Regions from separate parts of the Zea mays genome. Here regions 2 and 3 are each linked to region 1. Evidence: chromatin contacts called from public Hi-C data. All regions are on one chromosome and are shown on one strand. Each heading gives the region's core, a stretch centred on a gene start, on an enhancer-like site or on the middle of the called end of the contact. The rest is flanking DNA. Distances are from core to core; before and after follow the strand shown. Region 1 holds the start of LOC100191398 (high-affinity potassium transporter). Region 2 has its middle 44 kb from the start of LOC103629103. Region 3 holds the start of LOC100383184.

The links. Hi-C and Micro-C count contacts between places; a contact is called where the count stands out from the background.
Region 2: a contact with region 1 is called in a Hi-C map of tassel, with 2.8 times the contacts expected there. The contact joins the enhancer-like site here to the promoter of LOC100191398 in region 1. A contact is called at or near these places in 6 of 25 Hi-C or Micro-C datasets (bundle sheath, ear, endosperm and 2 more).
Region 3: a Hi-C map of tassel shows a contact between it and region 1, with 3 times the contacts expected there. The contact joins the promoter of LOC100383184 here to the promoter of LOC100191398 in region 1. A contact is called at or near these places in 4 of 25 Hi-C or Micro-C datasets (ear, endosperm, leaf and 1 more).

What each region holds. Positions count from the first base shown.
Region 1 is chr7:46,667,018-46,669,968 of Zm-B73-REFERENCE-NAM-5.0, reverse strand. LOC100191398 (high-affinity potassium transporter) reads left to right here and starts at 1,525. Exons shown (of 10, transcript NM_001358446.1): 1 at 1,525-1,963; 2 at 2,365-2,514; 3 at 2,771-2,951. The coding sequence starts at 2,392.
Region 2 is chr7:46,363,464-46,366,270 of Zm-B73-REFERENCE-NAM-5.0, reverse strand. No RefSeq gene overlaps it. Among protein-coding and RNA genes, the nearest start is that of LOC103629103, 44 kb to the right of the region's middle. Within about 2 kb of position 1,415, at least 16 of the 20 cell types and tissues checked have an H3K27ac peak or open chromatin away from gene starts, as enhancers often do. A contact at or near this core is called in bundle sheath, ear, leaf and 1 more, where this site is marked.
Region 3 is chr7:47,003,044-47,006,021 of Zm-B73-REFERENCE-NAM-5.0, reverse strand. It overlaps LOC100383184, which reads right to left and starts at 1,267. Exons shown (of 9, transcript NM_001353407.1): 1 at 1,122-1,267; 2 at 1-60. The coding sequence starts at 1,166. It also overlaps the pseudogene LOC103633855.

The sequences.
Region 1 (2,951 bases), core at 276-2,775:
TGCAGGAGGTGGGGTTCGAACACATGCCCTGATGGAATAAGGGTGTGAGACACTGGGTGAAACTGTCTAACTAGTAGAACATCACGCTAAGATGTTTTTAATATTGAATATAAATTGTATATAGGTATATACGTTTTTTTGTAAAATAAAAAATAATCGTGTCGGGTCGGGCCAGTACTACGGGTCGAGGCTACAGCCCAAGCACGACACGTCGTTCTTTGCTCTTGCAAGCATTAGGTCGTTTCTGAGACCACATTGGCGCAATGGACTACATGGTTTTTGAGGTTGCTGAATTGGATGGAGCAACAATGATTTGTCACACTAACAACAAAATGAAAGGTTATTTGTTGGTTTTAAACGTTAGTAATTGCTACGAAGTAGCGTAATTTATATAGAGCGCATCCCGTTTTTATTGATGCCTGACTTTAGCAATCACTCCATATTTTGATATATCTTTTTTATAAGTTTGACTTCATGGGACTTATTTTATAAACTTGATCTCACAAACTCTCTTATTTGGTCTCTGTATGATGGAATTATGTCATTTTATAATCTCTATTCATTCAGTCAATCGTTGTGAACTCTCTTCTAATCGATAAATTCATTGGTCGTGTTGTACCAAGACATATTTGCATGGAGTAAACAATAATATCAGTTAGCCAAATCAAAAAATATATTATACAGAGAGCGGAGACAATCAATAAAAATTCTTGAAATTTTTTTGATGGATAGTTTACGTGGATATTGTTGTAAGCCGTCGCAATGCACAGGCAACCGACTAGTTATTGTATTATTTGCAAGCTCAACACCATAACATGTGACGCCGAGCTAGACGTCAACATGGCATGACGTCACCGGCGGGGGAGGCTCGGGCGCTAGAGTGAGCAGAGGGAGATGAGAAGTAAACAGCTTGTTCGCTGCGGCTTGCTGCGGCTGCAATCCGGCTGCGGCTGCGGCTTCTACAGTATTTTTCTCTCTATGGATTGCAGCTGCAGCAATCCAAACAGCTGCAACAGTGTCGGCTTGTAGCCAGCCGAACACGCCCAAAGGCACGCGTTTAGGCCACGGGGCAAAGTAAAGTAGCTAATTTTTGTCGAACAATCAATAAGAATTAATTTATTTATAAAGGTTAGATCGTGACAAATGAAAATTGTTTAATTTTTATATAGTATACGAGAAGTCCATAAAAATTCTAGTTTTAGTGTTTGGTACGCAACAACCGACGTTTTCGCATAGCTCAGCTTGAAATATACTAGCCATGCTGCAGCGCACACCTAATTACAGTCACTCCAGCTAATTCTTGTTTATTGCTAATCATAGCACATGCATCTGGAGTTTTATATGTATTCATTCACATGACAGAAGCTCCTTCTGCCATGTTTAGCCTGACGCCACGCCAACCGATACCAGCATCACATCAGTGATTAATAAACTTGTTTATTATTTGATTTGACTTTTGAGTGCACCTGTCATTAGCATTAGATTATTGCTGATGCTCCTCTATTATTGAGTGCAAACGGATCGCAACGAGATGCAACCAAATCCCCGTCCACTCCACCAGCTCTGCAATCCGACAAGAGATTTGCCAATTATTTCTCCTAGAAAAACCGATCGCATCAGTCCCCATCCTCTTCGCCGTGGGGTCGGCAGGCAGGGCAAGGCTAGGCAGCGCCTCTCCGCGTGTGGTCCGTGTGCGAGGGTCCGCTCCTCCTCCCCTCCGTGCACCCGGAGGGCAGCGGCGTCTCTTCTTCCTGGTCGAATCTCCCCGCGGCTGTGAATAGGAGGAGGTCGACGACGCCATAGCAAAAAACAAATCCTTGGAATGCTTTCGGAGGGTCGGGGATTCGTCGCCGGCTGCCTGCACTGATGCTTGGAGCGCGCGAATCTGCTCAAGTTTTGATCTTGGCGTGCTCTTGAGTCTGGAATCCGGGCATTCATTGGGGCTTTGTTCTCAGTTTGCAAGGTCAGCAACAGATTCTCTCTTCCATTGTTGGTAGATACTGCGGAAATGGAACCAGAATTTGATCATTCCCTGTTTCCTTTCTATTTTGTTTGTCATGAGAACCTGAAATTATGCATGCTTGTTTTATTTGATCACCTTTTTTCCCCCTCCCGCCGCACTGTCCCACATCATCCGGAAGTAGTGGAAATCAACTTTGTTCTTTGGATGGCTTTATGTTCATCTGCTGTGGATGTTTGTCGTTAGAACAACTATGTGTTAATCTCAGATATCCTGAATTCTGGTTGTTACCTCACAAGCTAATGGAAGTTTGATACCGAAACAGATTGCCATCTTATCCCTTCTGTTGCTGCTCAAGATTGTTATCACCATCTAATAGACTGATATGTTTTTGATGCCTGCAGGCTGCAAGGCCGTGCTAGTTTGAACCCATGGAGACTACTAGCACAACAAATGAACAGACTGATAGGGGGGCGATGTGGGAGTTGGAAAGGAATCTCGATCAGCCCATGGATGCAGAGGCCGGCAGATTGAGAAATATGTACAGGGAAAAGGTCCTTTTCATTTCACAACTTCTATTCTAAAATATTTGGATCATCCCTCATCTCTCCCCCCTCCTCCCCGCCACCCCCAGTCTCCCCTCGCGACCCTAACGCCCCCGCCTCCTCCCCTCACTCGCGTCGCCGCCGCGTCGGCCCCTCCCCGGGATCGTAGCGTTAGCACGGGTTATATGCTAGTGGATTATTAGTGTCTGTGTAATGAGTGGTCAGTAGTTTTGCCCTCTTCTTATTGCCCCTTTTGCATTTGCAGTCCTACCCTACACTTGTGCTGTTACAACTTGCTTTCCAAAGCCTTGGTGTGGTGTTTGGGGATTTAGGCACATCACCTTTATATGTCTTCTCCAACATTTTCCCTCATGAAATTGAAGACACGGAACAAATTATTGGAGCACTCTCGCTTGTTATTTACTCCCTTACCCTGATTCCACTTG
Region 2 (2,807 bases), core at 166-2,665, 300 kb after region 1:
TGTGTGCTAGAATCAAGTCTAACACATATGATGACTCATGGTACAAAAATCAATGTCACATCTTTGTTATATAATAGGATTATGTACAAAAATAGCTAAGTAAAATACATCATACGATGACAACGATCCTCCTCAACTATAGTTGACTGGGAGACGATAGCCTAGACCTCTTCGAACTCATCGTAGCATCCTTCTTGCACATCATCTTGCGATACCTGTTATTGAACAAGTGTGATTATATCAAGGGTGATCTCACATATGTTTATCGCTCAGCAAGTTCGGGGAATAATGTGCATGAGCTAACTTACGGTGGGGCTCATGTGAAGTGTAAGGCTTACTAAGAAGAATGGTTAAGACTGAGCATTGCTTTTAATAATTTGGTCAAAATTTTATTAGCAGTTAGTAAGTGTAAGTAAATACCATTCCAATGAAATAAGAGACCACAATTAATAATTCACACAATGCAATGCAATAAATGACAGGTTAAGTTTAGTTCCATAAATTAATCATGCGAGAGTTCTGAGTCTCTCTTGACCGTAAGCATAGTTGATATACCAGTTTTACACTCTACAGAGGTTGTACCCTTTACGCACAAGTTGTATATCCCATCAAGTCATGGTTTGCAAGGCCCTTATACACTCTCGAGGTGAATGGCTAGGGATCCACTACGAGGCCTTTATAAAGTTCCACTAGCTTTAGGAAACCCGCTACGGTTTCTACGAGAAGGGGGCTGATATAGGAATCCATCATCCAAAAAGCTATCGCAACATGATCGACCCAAGAACCTCAGTCCCTATATCGTGTAACACCCTAAAAAAAATCCTATTTTGGCATTTAAGAAAATCCTCTAAAGATTTAAAATCTAAAAGAGACCTTAATAAGGATTTCCTCACCTTTTAGATTATTCTCCTAAGACAAACTAATGGGAAATTTAGATTTTGAATTCTAAAACTAGAATTGAATTTAAGTAAACAAATATATATATATATATATATATATTATCCTTTATTGAGTAAAAGTGTTTATTAGATAAAACTATTAGTAATGAATTACATATAGAGTTAGAAGCATTTATGTGCATGAGCAAGACAATAAATAAATTAAAATAAAACCTTTGCGTTCATGCTGAGTTTTATAATCTTGAAATCTGAACACTGAATGAAATTTGAACTTGAACTAGAATTTGAAAACTGAAATTTGGAAAGGAAAATCAAAATAGAAATAGGAAATAAGAAAGGAAAAAGAGAATATCTATCACTACCTGGGTCAAATCCCTCACTTGGCTAGGCCCAGTAACCTTTTTCCACCGACCCGGCCCAGGAAACCCATGCGCGCCAGCCAAATCCGAGCGCCGACGGGCGGACCCCATATGTCAGCCTCACTCCGCGCCCACGGGTTCACCTATCACTGACGTCGTTGGTCCGCCCCAGTCTCTGTGTGTAGCCGTCGCTGGTGTCACCGATCTGTGGGCCCCTTCCATCAGCATGCCTCTTCCACCTCAATTCTGTTATGGCTGTGTTGTGGCCGCCGAGGATCCTGGCGGGGTGCGCGCCATGCACCCAGGGTCGACCCTCTCTGCCCGAAACCCCCCACCCTACCACCTCGGGCTATAAAGCCACGAACCCTCATGCATGCATCGAGCGCTGATCTGGCGGGGGATGGGAGAAAAGGCCCAGGGGCCGCCATTGCCACCTCGTCGCCGTGAGCGGAGTGACGTGTGTGCGCCGCCGTGCCAGGGTTCCGTCCACACCGCGCCTCGACCTGCAATAGATGGACAAGGAGAACTACCAAGACACGAGTAGCACTGGTCCACCATTTTCAAACACGGTGGGGCAATCGGGGAACAGGAATTCGTCGCTGGACCCGGCACCGTCGCGGTACCATGCTTCATCGTGGGCCGAATTCCCCACTACACCATAGCAGGTGAGAAGTACTCCTCTAGGTCTGCCTAGACCTCCACCATGTTCTGCACTAGACCGCGCAAATGATTGGGCTTGAGAGGGTTGAATGGTGGGTCATCGGACGACACCGGCCGCTGGTGCATGCCGTCGCCATTGGGTAAGATCGAATGGGAGGAAGAAGGTCCTTCGTCCGTCCGATCCGGAGTGTGTGGATTAGATTAGATCGGGTATAGCCTCTTCATCCAACTAAATGTACACCGTCTGGTTCTGTCTGAATGGGGGAGATTCGGGGCCTGTTTGGTTTGATGACTAACTTGCCACACTTTGCCACACTTTTTTGCCTAAGGTTAGTTCTTCAATTCGAACGACTAACCTTAGGCAAAGTGTGGCACGTTTAGCCACAAACCAAACAGCCCCTCGATCTCCATATACCTGTTCAACCATTGTATCAGGGCCATTGAATTCGATCCAACGGTCCCAATTCGCCGATACCCTTTTTGCTGGACGATTTTCTAAAAGAGCCCCTGGACTTTTGCTGAACTAACCCGCAGTCCAGAACGTTGATAAGATCATTCCACAGAGGTCCTGGAATTTACGAATTAAATCCCAAGCTCTCTGGTTTTTGTGTCCACAGTCCATAGGATACCAGGAATTAATTAAGTACTATTTAAATGTTTTCTACTAGGAAAATATTTCTAGAAACTTGTTTAAATCATAAATAATCTATTTTAACTCCTTTTTTTATCCCTTCCTGTTGCATTAGTCTCATATTAATATTATTTATCATCTAGTAACCTTGTATTACTATGAAACCTATGGTTGAAATCTTGTACCTCATTTGTTTTATAGTAGACACTTAAACCTTCATAAAATCATAACTTTATAATCGTTAGTCCGAATTTAGTG
Region 3 (2,978 bases), core at 18-2,517, 340 kb before region 1:
CGGAGCAAAGAAGACATAAAACGCAACCAGCAGAAGGAAGAAAACTGTAATTGCAACGATCTGTCAAAATGAGATGATGAGTTAGTTGCCAATCTTTCCAAATCAAATGTTTCATTTCAACTAGTTTGGAGCTATTTAAGCCAGAGTATGGACTATGAACCAGAAAAGTACGTTGCAAAAAAACACAACATCTATCACACATGGGTGTAATTTTCAATTCCACAGATAACAAGGAATTAAAAGTAAGTATGCATATCTGATCATCTAGGCACTATGTAGAGAACATCATAAAAAAAGGGCAGACCCAATGCCAGAGGCTCCAACATGAGTGGGGTCTGGGGAAATCACAGGTAAATTAGAATCACACAAATTTAACTTCATAGTAAACTTCCCATGGAGAGCATGAAGCCCAGATGATTTTATGTACAGGCAGAAGATACAAGAAAACTGTAAACAAATATAACATTTGTCACATGAACAACAGTCATTTCTTTGAATTAGAAGTCATACTCTGTTGTCTGTTCATCGTTAAATTTATAATTGTGCAAGGGCATTTCACACTATTCTCGGTGTTAATCTATAGTACCAGTGGAGCTGCCTAGTGGAGTAGTGGTGAAGTTAGAGAAGAGGTTACATTTTCTGTGTGCGTTTCATGGACAAGTTAGCAGATGAAAAGCCATTGTGCATCAAGACATATGATCATGTTCTGTTGTTAGATAGAGAAAGAAAATAGTCCCAGTGGGCAGTGGTGAGCTACCATAGAATTGAAAATCCCGACATCACGACAGTTTTAGTACAATTTGCACGAATCGCCGCCACACTGCAAGAATCGCATACCAACCCAATTCGCGAAGTATTTACATCAGTCATTTCTTTCGACTAAGGAGCCACATTGAAAAATAGATTCAAAAAAGCCCAACTACTAGCCCGAGGCCTCTCAGCAGATCTTCAAAATAAGCACGGAGGACTTCGAATTTCTCGCGCCACGACGGCGCGGGGACGGAATTCTACAGCGGATTCTGCCAGTTACTAAACATGTCTGCGCTGATTACACCGAAGCAGAGCAGCGATCCAGAAACTGGAGAAGAGGTGGGGCGAAGAGGAAGCATCAGTGAGTGCACCTGCAGGGTGTGGGCTGGGAGCTGCCAGCCGTGCTTCCGCGCCATGGCTCCCCGCCTCCCCTCGGAGCCCCTCCAGACACCGAAGCCGCCGCGCAGATGAACACCTCCCTCCCTCCCTTCCTCCAGGCCGGCAGGCGGCAGCAAAAGGAGACAGAGGACAGGACGGCAGGCTTTCCTTTCCAGCGCCGCCGGGTTGGTACCCGCTAGCTGCGGTAGTTCAGAAGCAGCATTAATTATTATTATTATTATTATTACTAGGTGAATGCTCGTGCGTTGCAACGGAAACATTTAATAACACGATAACTTATGTATAAATGTGTGTTATAGCGTTATGAGAAAATGTTTTGTAATCCATTTGTGATCTTAACCATACATAATTTTTGTTATTTTAATCAATTGAAAGATTCATTACTTGAACGTATAAGGAACTGATAGAGATCGAATTTGTTTCAACAATTATGTCGAATTGAACCTTAATACCATCATACTTAATTAAGATATAGTTAAAATCAAGGGGATTCCAATCAACACAAGTAAAGTATCTCAGGTCAATTTGACAAAATAAATAGCTCCATGTGATTGCAATGGTCTCATTAAAAACCAACAGCCCATCACCTCTTTGAGTGAAGTTATATTATTACAAAAGAAGTCATATTGCATTCATGGACTCAATTTTGGTCAAAACATAGTTTATCCAATTAGATATAGAACAAGAGAACTATCACCTTAACAGGTGGGGCAATGCCAGTTCGAGCATCCCACAGAATAAGACAAGCATCATCACCCACATTACAAAACTCCTGCTCACTTCATCCCCAAATAAAAAACAATATAAGGTATTAATATAAATAAATAAAGCTAATCTCACTGCCATGAATAATCCCAATTGGAGGAAAAGCTCAGGCAGACACCACCACGGCGGCACTCGTTCAACATGTCAAGGTAGAACTGGCACTTGCTGATCTCACTGCCATAGTCGTTGAGACACTGCATCAACCAATAAAAACGGTGAGCACACATCATCGAATGAGTATACAAAATGCAGGTTAACAATTCTTAACATGACCTCAACAAAGCCAACAGTACGGTGCCCATAATATTAAAACTTGATTGATGGGCCTAGGTTTGATGATTAGGTAATTTGCAGGTTCAGTAAAGGAAAAAAAGACACAATAAAACTTCACTACTACATCATAGAAGTGAGTAACCAAATGTTTCATGCATCAAATTGAGGAAAAACAAGGCAGCATAAAGCTTGCCATACATCTTGGAAAGCATTAGAATGGATGTTGCAAGCATCACCGTCCATCACTGGAGCAGCAGGGGCAGCAGCTTCTGAGACAACAATCTCATGCTGAACAGTCTAGGGACGCATTACACCATTAACAACCCTGTGTGCCATGGCACTACCCGTACCAAATTCCATACCTAAAACAATGTGTTCATTCAAATCAATTCAAGGATTATGATAATGTTTGTTGCTGAAGTAATTCAAAAAAGAACAAGCTTAGAAAACTACCTTGAGCAATGGTGGACCCAATTCCTCCAAGAATGGAGCAACCACCACCATCACGACCAGGAGCTGGAGGAGGAGCCTAGCGCGCTGCCAAAAAGAAAAGTCGGAAGACACTTAGGAACAGAAATAGAACAGATTAAAACTCCTATATAAACACAATGAGCTGTAATACTAATACTAATATGAGCTAAACATAAACGATTCTGATTCCAAAGCAATCAAGATTCCAAAACAATGAGCTCTGTAATACTAATACTATACTTGTACCACAAACCCATGTGTAAGCATTAGGAACAGAACTGAAACAGGTTCCAGTTCTACCAAAAAACAAGGAACTGTAA